Regions from separate parts of the Pan troglodytes genome. Here region 2 is linked to region 1. Evidence: chromatin contacts called from public Hi-C data. All regions are on one chromosome and are shown on one strand. The core of a region is the stretch at or near the end of the contact, and the rest is flanking DNA. Distances in the headings are between cores, read along the strand shown. Region 1 holds the start of PPP1R18 (protein phosphatase 1 regulatory subunit 18). Region 2 has its middle 11 kb from the start of DDR1.

Region 1 (4,839 bases), core at 748-3,247:
GTCGGGAGCTCCTGTCTCCCACCTCTCCTGGGCTTTGCCTCCAGTCCCGAGCCTCCAGAGGCCTCAGGCTCAACTCTTGGGCTCCCCCTATCCCCAGCCTCCTCTCTCTGGTCTCCCTCGGACTTAGTCTCTCTTCTCTTGACTCTCTTCCCTTGGGGCTCTGATCCCGCATCTCCCCAGGGCTGGGTCTCCGCTCCCGGGCCTCCAGAGGCCCAGGCTTTCTCTCTGCTAGCAGCTCTTCACTCCGTTGTTGTTGCTGCTGCTGCTGCTGCCGCTCCTGCCGGATGAATCGGTTCTGGTGCACTGGCCCGATGGCCTCCAGAAGGACCGCAGACTCATCCGGGTCTGGAGGTCCAGCCTCTACAGTCCCTAGCACAGGGCTAGGCTCCCCAGGGGACAGCCCAAGCTTGGCCCGGCGGCGCTCCAGGAGCCCTCGTTTCCAGGCTGGCATCTGGGACAGGCGCTCCCGTTCTGCTTTCTCCCGGCCTCGAACGGACGCCTCCTCCTGCCGGCGCCGGGCTAGCAGCTGTAGCTTCCAGTCTGGGATGGTGGCCATGGTCGTCTTGAGGTGAGGGTAGGGAGCACTGGGGACAGAGAACAGGAAGGAGAGGCTCCAGAGAGTGAGACAGCCCAGGGGGTGAGACTGAGGGTGGGAGGAGAGGAAGTGGAGGGGGAGAGGTGGGACACAAAGCAGGGCAGAGGGGCTAAGGATGAGGACAGAGGGAAAGACGGAAGGCAGAGAACTGGGGAAATGGAAAAAGTGAAGAGAAGTTGTGAGCCCAAGTTGGGGGTGGTGGGGGTGATGTGAGAGGAAGAGTCCGGATTGGAGGCAATGAGGGCAGGAGCCAGATGTGGCAGCACAGGGTTAATGCGTATTAAAGACCGTCTCTAGGATGTGAGAAAGAGAGAGAAGGGCGAAAAGGAAAGTTGGCGTGAGGGAGAAGAGAGAAATGTGGCAGGGGTGAGGGGAACCTGGGTGCAGGCCAGGCTGCCTCAGCGATACCCCAGGGAGGCTAGTGTGAGAAGGAAGGACCAGGAATCCCTGAAAGGACCAGGAGGCAACGGGACCTGAGGGGGTGTTGGGGAGGCAAGGAGGGGCGGAGAGCGAACAGGTCTAGAGGAGAAGGGAAACCAGGGAAGAGGGGAAAGGAGCGCGGCGGCAGCAGCCGGGCGCTTCTCAGCGCGGGCCCCAAAGGTCCCGGCTCCGCTTCCAGCACCGCTCGGGCCACGCCTCTCCCCAGCCCCCACCCCTCTGCCCCGCACTCCGCCCCCGAGGCGGGTCGGGGGAAATACCCACCCCCGAGACTTTCGGAACCCGGGCGTCAGGGCTGCCAGCGCGTTCCCAGAACCCTGGCGTCCACCCCCACCCTGTCCTGTCACCACCGCCTGCCTCCCCCACCGACTGCGCCACGCGACCCCAGAGTGCCAAGGGCCGGCTCCATGTCTCTTCTCCCCGGCGCCTGCAAGTCCTGCGCCCCGTCCCCGCTCTCATGAAGCCGTGACAGAGCCGGCCGTCTCCACCCCGCTGTAGCCGCACAGACTGACAATCTCGGCACAAAGAGGAGACAGCCAAGGTCCGGGCCAGGGACGGGAGCAAGGACAGGGGCGAGGAGACACCCACTCCCCAAGTCTGAGCCCCTCAGTCAACTCACACGCCGCGGGACCCCCGGGGGAGGGGGTGCGGAGGAGCCGGGCGTCCAGAGAGAGGAAGAGGAGGAGAGAGGGACCGAGGGAGATCCGGAGACTGGAGGGAGGGGAGGAGGGAGGGAGAGGAGGAGGGAAAGAGGCAGCAAAGGAGGAGGGATGGAGACAGAGACCAGGGGGCCGGGCGGGGGCGGCGACCGCTTTGTCTAAGGACAATGAGGAGAGGGAAGGGGGCGCAGGGCGGAGCCGAGGAGAGGGCGGGGCCTAGATCCCTCCCACCCCGCGTGGGACTCGCTGCGGGACTGCCCTCTTCTCGCCCCAACCACTGGTCCTCCGCTCTGTCCCCAGGGGCCCTCACCAGCTTCCCGCCCGGACACCCCAGGTGTCCAGATCCCTTCCCCCAGCTCGCCGACCCAGGGCGGTGGCCCGTGACTCAGGCCCCTCGTGGGACTTTGGGAGGAAGCGGCAGCTGCTCCGAGCGGGGCCCGCCCTTCCCATCTCCTGCCGCTCCTCCCTACGCTTTTGCCTTCTCATCTGGGTCTGTAGGTCCAGCCTCTGAAGTCCTTTGTTTTGCGGGGTCGAGGGCAACCGCCAGGCTGTGGGGGGCTTTGTGGATGGGCGGCAGGAGAGGCGCTCAGAAGCCAGAGGTTTTGGAAGCTCCCTCCCCTACCAGAGCTGCTGCCCCGACTCTTTCTAGCTTCAACCTGTCTCCCTTGGGTCTACAGGTCGGCTGCCGGGAAAAAGGGGATTTGAAGGAATGGGAATGGGGACCCGGCCGCTCTGGCAAAGTGGGGGCGGGTCTGCGGGGGTGGCCGAACCCCAGCGGTTGCCAGAGAGCGTGGTGGCTGCCCAGACTCCAGTTCGGTGCTCCCAGGCTCCCTCTGGCTTTCTTTCCCAAACTCAGCCCTGTAGCTTGGGAGACACTGACAGACTGCATGCCATATGTAGAAAAAGGCTGACTTTTATTTTCCTGCAGAGCATCTTCCTCGGGAGAGCAGGGAGCCCCAAGTCATCGAGTTAAGAGCAGGAGAATCCCCTTGACTAGGTTGGGGTCTGAGCCCAGAGGCAGGGCCTAAGGAGGTGCAGAGACTAGGGCCGGGAGTGGTGAGGCAAGGTTGGGGCCTGGAGGGACAGCTATGACCGTTGAACTTGCAGACCCTGGTCCACCTTCTTGGAGTGGAAGCCAGCGGTGCAGAAGGGGACCCCTGAGGCGCAGAGGCAAGTAACAGTGCCAGGGGAGTGGTCAGGGCAGATCCTTTCCTTCTCAGGAGGCTGTTGAGGGGGAGAGTGTCATGCTCTAAACAGTGAAGGGACAGATGACTTCCATACCCCACTCTTCCTTGCTGGTGAGAAGTGGACCTTGGAGTTCAGTGGCTGAAACTCAGAATTTAGGGTATGGAGCTGGACCCAGAGAATAAAGTCTCAAGTAGTAGAAGGGGCAGCTCCTTCAGTCCATGGATTTGGGCCTCTGGCATGAAGCAGCCAGGGCTTGGATGTTAAGGATTTAGAATTCAGGGGGAGAGGAAGAACAGGGCTTGTAACCAGAGTGAGCTCCTCACTCTGCCTCCCCATCCTGGGGCCGAGAGAGCAGGTGGAGTTTTCTTTGTAGCTGGGCCCGGAGGTAGCGGAGGTCTTGCTGATCAAGCCCGTGAGCCAGGCCCAGGTAGAGGGTAAGGAGGAAAGCAAGGAGGAGACGGTCCGTGCCCAGGGTAGGCACCACCCACAGCACTGTCAGCAGCTCCACACACACTGGGTGGCGCAGGTGGGAGAAGAGTCTGAGAGCCCGGGGAGACTTCAGGGCCAGAGGCTCGCCCAGCCCCAGCACATGGTAGTATACCTAAGAGAGGGAGAAGAGCTTAGAAATGGAGTCAAGCCCTTTTCTCATCTTGGGCACTTCTTTCCTCCTCTTCCAGGCACCACCCTTCTAGAACTCAGGCCCAGGAACCCCCCTTCTGAGACTTGGACCCCTGATCCTGACTTCTGATCCATGTACCTTCCCCAGGCCCAGGAGGCCCATGCTTGCTGCCCTTACGAGGGAAAGTCAAAGGGAAGGGCCACGAGGGAGAAGCAAGGAGACAGTAGAAGAGCATGGGAGGAGGGAAACCCTTGAAAGGGAACGAGGAGGAGTTCTGAAACGGGTCAGAGGTCATAGGTAGGGATCTCGGAGCCTCACCTGTTTGAGGCCCATGAGCTCAGCATAGTCAAAGACGAGAAGGATGCTAAAGATGAGGAGCCAGGAGATGACATGGAGCACAAAGCAGAGGAGGGGCACCCAGGTGGCCCATGGCTCAGCCCGAGCCTCCCACAACACAGGGCCTTTGGGTATGGGCTCCCAGTACCGCATCACCAGCTGTGGAAGGATAAGGGGCTGGGTATCCCAGTGGCCTAGTCTGCCCGACCTTGGGAGACCCAGACCCAGATCTGCCCCCACCACAGGCTAGCCTGCAACTCTCCCCCACCTCTCTCCTAAGCATCACCACCAAATATTCACCATGTGGAGGGTGCGTGCTGGGTGAGGTCCCAAAGATGTAAGGATGGCCTGTCTCTACCCTGAGAACTTATAGAATAGATGGGGTGACCTTATAGCTACACAAAGTAGTAGCCTGTGCCAACCACCCAATTAAAAGACAGACAAGGCCTTCTCTTCAGACCTAGGGAAGTGGTTTTGAAGAAAGGGTAGGACTGAAGAGAAGGGATCTCAAGCAGGACATAAACAAAGTTGCAGAGGTGAGAACCATATCTTGTGCTTAGGGAAGGACAAGTACACCCTTCTTGATAAAAAGTAGGATGTGTGCTGTGGAGGAATGGAAGCTGAGATTAGTTCCTCAATTCTCCTCCTGAACCCATATTTTGCCCCTCCAATCCAGGGCACCCCTCCCACACTTGGTCTCCCTTGGGGACTCAACTGCCAGGATTTCATACCTGCAAGGCCAGGGCCTCATACCTGCAAGGCCAGGGCAGTGCAGGCCACATACAGTGACCTCTGAAGGACCCCAAAGTACCGGGATGTCCATGCCTTCACTCTTTCAGCTGCCATGAGGCTGTGCTGCCCAACAAATAGAAGCAGGAGCCCCAGATCCCATGCCAGGGGGGCAAGGATGCTGCGGTCCTGCAGGGCAGCCAGCCATCCCTGGCGGGCATCTACAGGAAGTTGAGGGAAAAAGAGACAAAAGATCGAAACAGTGGCAGAATGTT
Region 2 (4,839 bases), core at 876-3,375, 190 kb after region 1:
CTGGCTGCTTCACTTGCACTGGATCTTGAGGGTCGGGGAGATTTTTGACCTTTAACAGGGACTCCATCATTGCAAGTTTTCCTTGGAGACTCTTGATGGCCCAGGTTTAGTTTATACCTACTGTGAGAGCAAGAACTTGAGTAATGTATGGATGGACCTTTTTGGAAGGAAAACAATTTTTATGGACTTAAATTATTTTTATAATTTAAATGTGTGGAAACACAACTAACTATGAATTCCTTATGCTTCAGTAGTTAAGCAGTTATAAAATCAAAGCAAAGTAGCCATAGGTACAAACAAAAGTATAAAGACAAGTTTAACATTAATGTAATAAATAGTGTTTTTCTGAAATGAAGTTGCTGCTGGCAACAGACCATGTACTGCCTGATGAAGGTTCTTCCGCACTTGGCACAATATTCCACTGTGTGCCTGGCGATGACTCAATTCTTCCCCTTCTCATGTCTGTTCAAATTACTAAGAAATCTTTGTTAGAACTTGTCTCCTGGCCTTCACTTGGTACAAATGCGACCAAGACAATTAAAGCTATAAATAGGTAAATGCAAATGCAGGTACTCAGAAGCAGGGCCAGGATCAGTTACAAATGACCCAAAACATGCTTATAACACTTTTCAAATGCTACAAAGGAAAGTTAGACATGGAACTTAATAGTTTTCACAGGTATTCACGGGTCCTCAGGAGTCCAGAGACCTCAGTTTGAGAACACTATCCTAGCACTGACCTTGACTTCCAGGGTGACCTTGAGGTAAGCATTTACCATTTTTGGATCTCTGTACATTTTTTTGTACACAAGAATAATTTGGGCCACCAGTGTTCTTGGGAGATAAAAGAAGTTAGAGGAGTTAATGACAATGTTCCAAGATGTTCAAGGACTAGAGAGAAAGGATAAGAATGTATTATAGACCTCTAGAGTTGGAAAAAGAATGGTGGCTGAGATCCTCCAGCCTAGCTTTGGCTCTGTAGTCAAAAAGACTCAGATTTGGGCCAAGCATTGTGGCGCACGCCTGTAATCTCATTACACTGGGAGGCTCTGGCAGAAGGATCGCTTGAGGCCAGGAGTTTGAGACTAGCCTGCGTAACATGGTGAGACCCTATCTCTACCAATCTCTACATACAAACAAAAAATGGCTGGGCGTGGTGGCTCATGCCTGTAATCCCAGCACTTTGGGAGGCGGAGGCGGGCGGATCACGAGGTCATGAGTTCAAGATCAGCCTGGCCAACATGGTGAAATCCTGTCTCTACTAAAAATACAAAAATTAGCTGGGTGTGGTGGCGGGCACGTATAATCCCAGCTAATCTCAAGGCTGAGGCAGGAGAATCGTTTGAACCCGGGAGGCAGAGGTTGCAGTGAGCCGAGAGTGTGCCATTGCACTCCAGCCTGGGCAACAGGGCGAGACTCTGTCTCAAAAAAATAAAAATAAAAAATAACAGGACATGATGGTGCCTGAGCCCCAGCTATTTGGGAGGCTGAGGTGGCAGGATGGCTTGAGAGGTTGCATTGAGTTATAATTGTACCCCTGCACTCCAGCCTGGGTGACAGAGAGCTCGTCTCTATAAAACACATAAACAAACAACTGAGATCTGAATTCCAGATCTGCCATTTACTGTGTGTGTATGGGGGATGGGGATGGAGAGCAACTTTTCTAACTCTCAGTTTCTACCCTAAGTGGGCATGTTTCAAAATGCCACATCACAGAACTGCTGTGTGGGCCAAATGAGATGGCTCTGGAAAGTGCTGAGAGCAGAGCCTGGCTCACAGCAAGGCTCAGGGATCCTAAGAGGCTGCTGAGAATTCCACAGGCTTTTTAGCAAAGGACAATAGAAAAGAGAAAGTGAAGATTCTAACATTCTGCCTATAAATGACAACATCTCCTATACGTGCATATTAGGTCATTGTACCCTAAATAGCCCTGCAGCTGCCCTGGGCTTCCAGTCAGCCTTTCTGATCTCTCTCTTGGGTCTGCTGCTTTGGGGTGCTTCCCGCCATTCCCTGCCCAAGCCTGAATCTCTTTCCCAGCCGCTTTCACTTTCCTTCCATTTTCCAGTAATTGGAGTTGGTCACCTGTGCAGCAAGCGCCCCCAAGTGGCCTTCCTGTTCACTGCCTGGACCATAAGGCCTAAAGAATACTCGGATAAGTTTATCAAGGCCGGGCTTCCGCAGAGGCAGGACTCACCAGGCTTAGCGGTTGGTCCAGGGTCATCGGTCCAGTCCGGAGGCCCAGGGAGCCATTCTACATCCCCCTTTCCATTTTGGAAGACTGAGATGGAGGAATCCAGGGGAAGTTCTGGGTAGGAAGCAGCCACTTGCCATTAAGTGGCAATTAAATTGCTATTGCAATTTAAGGTAAATCGCAGCCCCTCTGGGCCTAGTTTTCTTTTTTCTCACTCTTTTTTTGGCGATAGAGTCTTGCTCCGTCACCCAGGCTGGAGTGTAGTGGTGTGATCATAGTTACTGTTACTTCGAACTCTGGGGCTTAAGCCATCCTCCTGCCTCAGCTTCTGTGTAGCTGGGATTACAAGGTTTTCTTTTTATGAGAGCCCTGCCCCACTCATGTCAGAGGGCCCTGAGGAGGCAAACACAGGATGGTTGAAAATGCTAGTAAAACACCTAGGATGTGCACTGCTGTCCTGGCTGGAGGCTTAGGGGGAGCACCATGGGACGTACACAGGATAAAGTGGGATTAACTCCTCCCTCCCTTCAGCCATTACTCTGAACTCTGCATCCCACATGCTGCTGCCAAAAACCACTTTTAAAAGAACACAAATCTAAACATGTCATTTCCCAGCTCAAAACCCCAAGGTTCTTTCTCCTCACCTTCAGAATAAGCCAAACTACTCAATGATAGGTTCCAAATCTGCCTTTCTGGTTTCACTCATGGGATGGACCCTTCTTCCAGGTGAGGCTGCATTTGGACATAGCCATATTCACGCCTCCCTGCCTTGGCTCCTCCGCTTCTCTGGCCAGGAATGGCCTTGCCTCATCTCTGCAAATCTTAGCATGACTTAAGGCCCAGTTCAAGCTCCAGCTCCTCCCTGAGGTCTTCCTGAGTCTTGTCTCCTGTCCCACTCAGGAGGACCTGGCCTCCTCCTTCCCTGGGTTCCCATGACCTTTTCCAGCTCTGCCTGTAGCACGGTGTTCTGTCTTCTGTGACTACATATATACGCCTAACACTCTCTAGATTGTAAAGGCCTGGAAGGTGGGGAGTGGGTTCCATTACTGAATGCATCTTTCATAGCTCTCGCTGTCAGAGCCCTGCCCTATGCAAACTCTTTTATTTTTATTTATTTATTTATTTATTTATTTATTTATTTATTTATTTATTTTGAGAGGGACTTTCACTCTTGTCTCCCAGGCTGGAGTGCAATGGCGCATTCTCTGCTCACTGCAACCTCCACCTCTCGGGTTCAAGCGATTCTCCTGCCTCAGCCTCCCAAGTAGCTGGGATTACAGGTAACCGCCACCATGCCTGGCTGATTTTTTTGCATTTTTAGTAGAGACAGGGTTTCACCACGTTGGTCGGGCTGGTCTCGAACTCCTGACTTCAGGTGATCTGCCTGACTCGGGCCTCCCAAAGTGCTGGGATGATAGGCATGAGCCACTGCACCTGGTGCCCTATGCAAACTCTTATTTTATTATTATTATTTTTTGAGACAGAGTCTCCCTCTGTCACCCAGGCTGGAGTGCAGTGGTGTGATCTCGGCTCACTGCAACCTCCACCTCTCAGGTGCAAACGATTCTCCTGCTTCAGCCTCCCAAGTAGCTGGGGTTACAGACGCGCACCACCACACCCAGCTAATTTTTTTCTATTTTTAGTAGAGATGGGGTTTCACCATGTTGGCCAGGCTGATCTCAAACTCCTGACCTCAGGTGATCCACCCACCTCGGCCTCTCAAAGCAAACTCTTAATAACAAGTGTTGTGGAATGACTTGGGAGGTGGCACTCAGAGATCCCAAGTGACACATGAGAAGTCCACAGAGAGAGATCATGTTTAGTGGAGTTTGGATGGTTGCTTTTATCAGTGGGCCTGTACCTTACAGATGCTATCTCATTATCTTCTAAACAGACTCTGGGCCAGTGACCATTATCTCCCTCTTACTGATGTAGACTCAGCCAAGAGAAGCCAGATGTTGAGTCGGAACCTTAACTCTCCCTCTCAGACGCAGAGCCCTGCTTTCTCCCCTCCCATTTGATACTCTGCTTCCTCTTGCATGCTGTGAGAGGCGGCCTCATTACTCCTCTTCCCTCCTCCAGTCCCTCCAAGCCTAATTCATCACCTTTGGCTTTGGGATCATAGTTTCCAACCCAAGGATTGTCTGAACATTGTCTGACAATGCCTTTTTTTTTTTTTTTTTTTTTTTAGGCAGGGTCTTGCTCTGTTGCCCAGGCTGGAGTGCAGTGGTGCAATCGTGGCACACTGCAGCCTTGACCTCCCGGGCTCAGGTGATCCTCCCACCCAGCCTCCTGGTGCGCATCACCACATCCAGCTAATTTTGGTATTTTTTGTAGAGATGGGGTTGTGCCATGTTGCCCAAGCTGGTCTCGAACTTCTGGGCTCAAGCGATCCGCCCTCCTTGGCCTCCCAAAGTGCTGGGATTATAGGCATGAGGTACCGCAACTGGCACCATTGCCATTGGTATTTAAGAGGTGATGGTTTAGGCTTTGAAATTGGGGTTGTTTGTGAAAACTGAGAGCACCTTTTGTTTTCAGACATTTCCTATGGCCATTGGTATAATTGGAGGGAAGCTCTCGCCATATATAATATTTTTGAGACAGCCAACTAAGAAACTGGGATTCTGGTTCTCTCCAGGGTGCAAAATC

Evidence for each region. Hi-C and Micro-C count contacts between places; a contact is called where the count stands out from the background.
Region 2: a Hi-C map of stem cell-derived neural progenitor cells shows a contact between it and region 1, with 2.5 times the contacts expected there. The contact joins the enhancer-like site here to the promoter of PPP1R18 in region 1. A contact is called at or near these places in 2 of 7 Hi-C or Micro-C datasets (induced pluripotent stem cells and stem cell-derived neural progenitor cells) and 1 of 1 datasets of contacts at active chromatin or transcription factors (stem cell-derived excitatory neurons).

Annotation. Positions count from the first base shown.
Region 1 is chr5:36,565,199-36,570,037 of NHGRI_mPanTro3-v2.0_pri, forward strand. It overlaps PPP1R18 (protein phosphatase 1 regulatory subunit 18), which reads right to left and starts at 1,998. Exons shown (of 4, transcript XM_001147183.7): 1 at 1,653-1,998; 2 at 1-584. The coding sequence starts at 556. It overlaps NRM (nurim), which reads right to left. Exons shown (of 4, transcript NM_001040116.1): 2 at 4,589-4,785; 3 at 3,818-3,994; 4 at 3,200-3,481. The coding sequence ends at 3,200.
Region 2 is chr5:36,755,641-36,760,479 of NHGRI_mPanTro3-v2.0_pri, forward strand. No RefSeq gene overlaps it. Among named protein-coding and RNA genes, the nearest start is that of DDR1, 11 kb to the right of the region's middle. Within about 2 kb of position 2,126, at least 10 of the 24 cell types and tissues checked have an H3K27ac peak or open chromatin away from gene starts, as enhancers often do. A contact at or near this core is called in stem cell-derived neural progenitor cells, where this site is marked.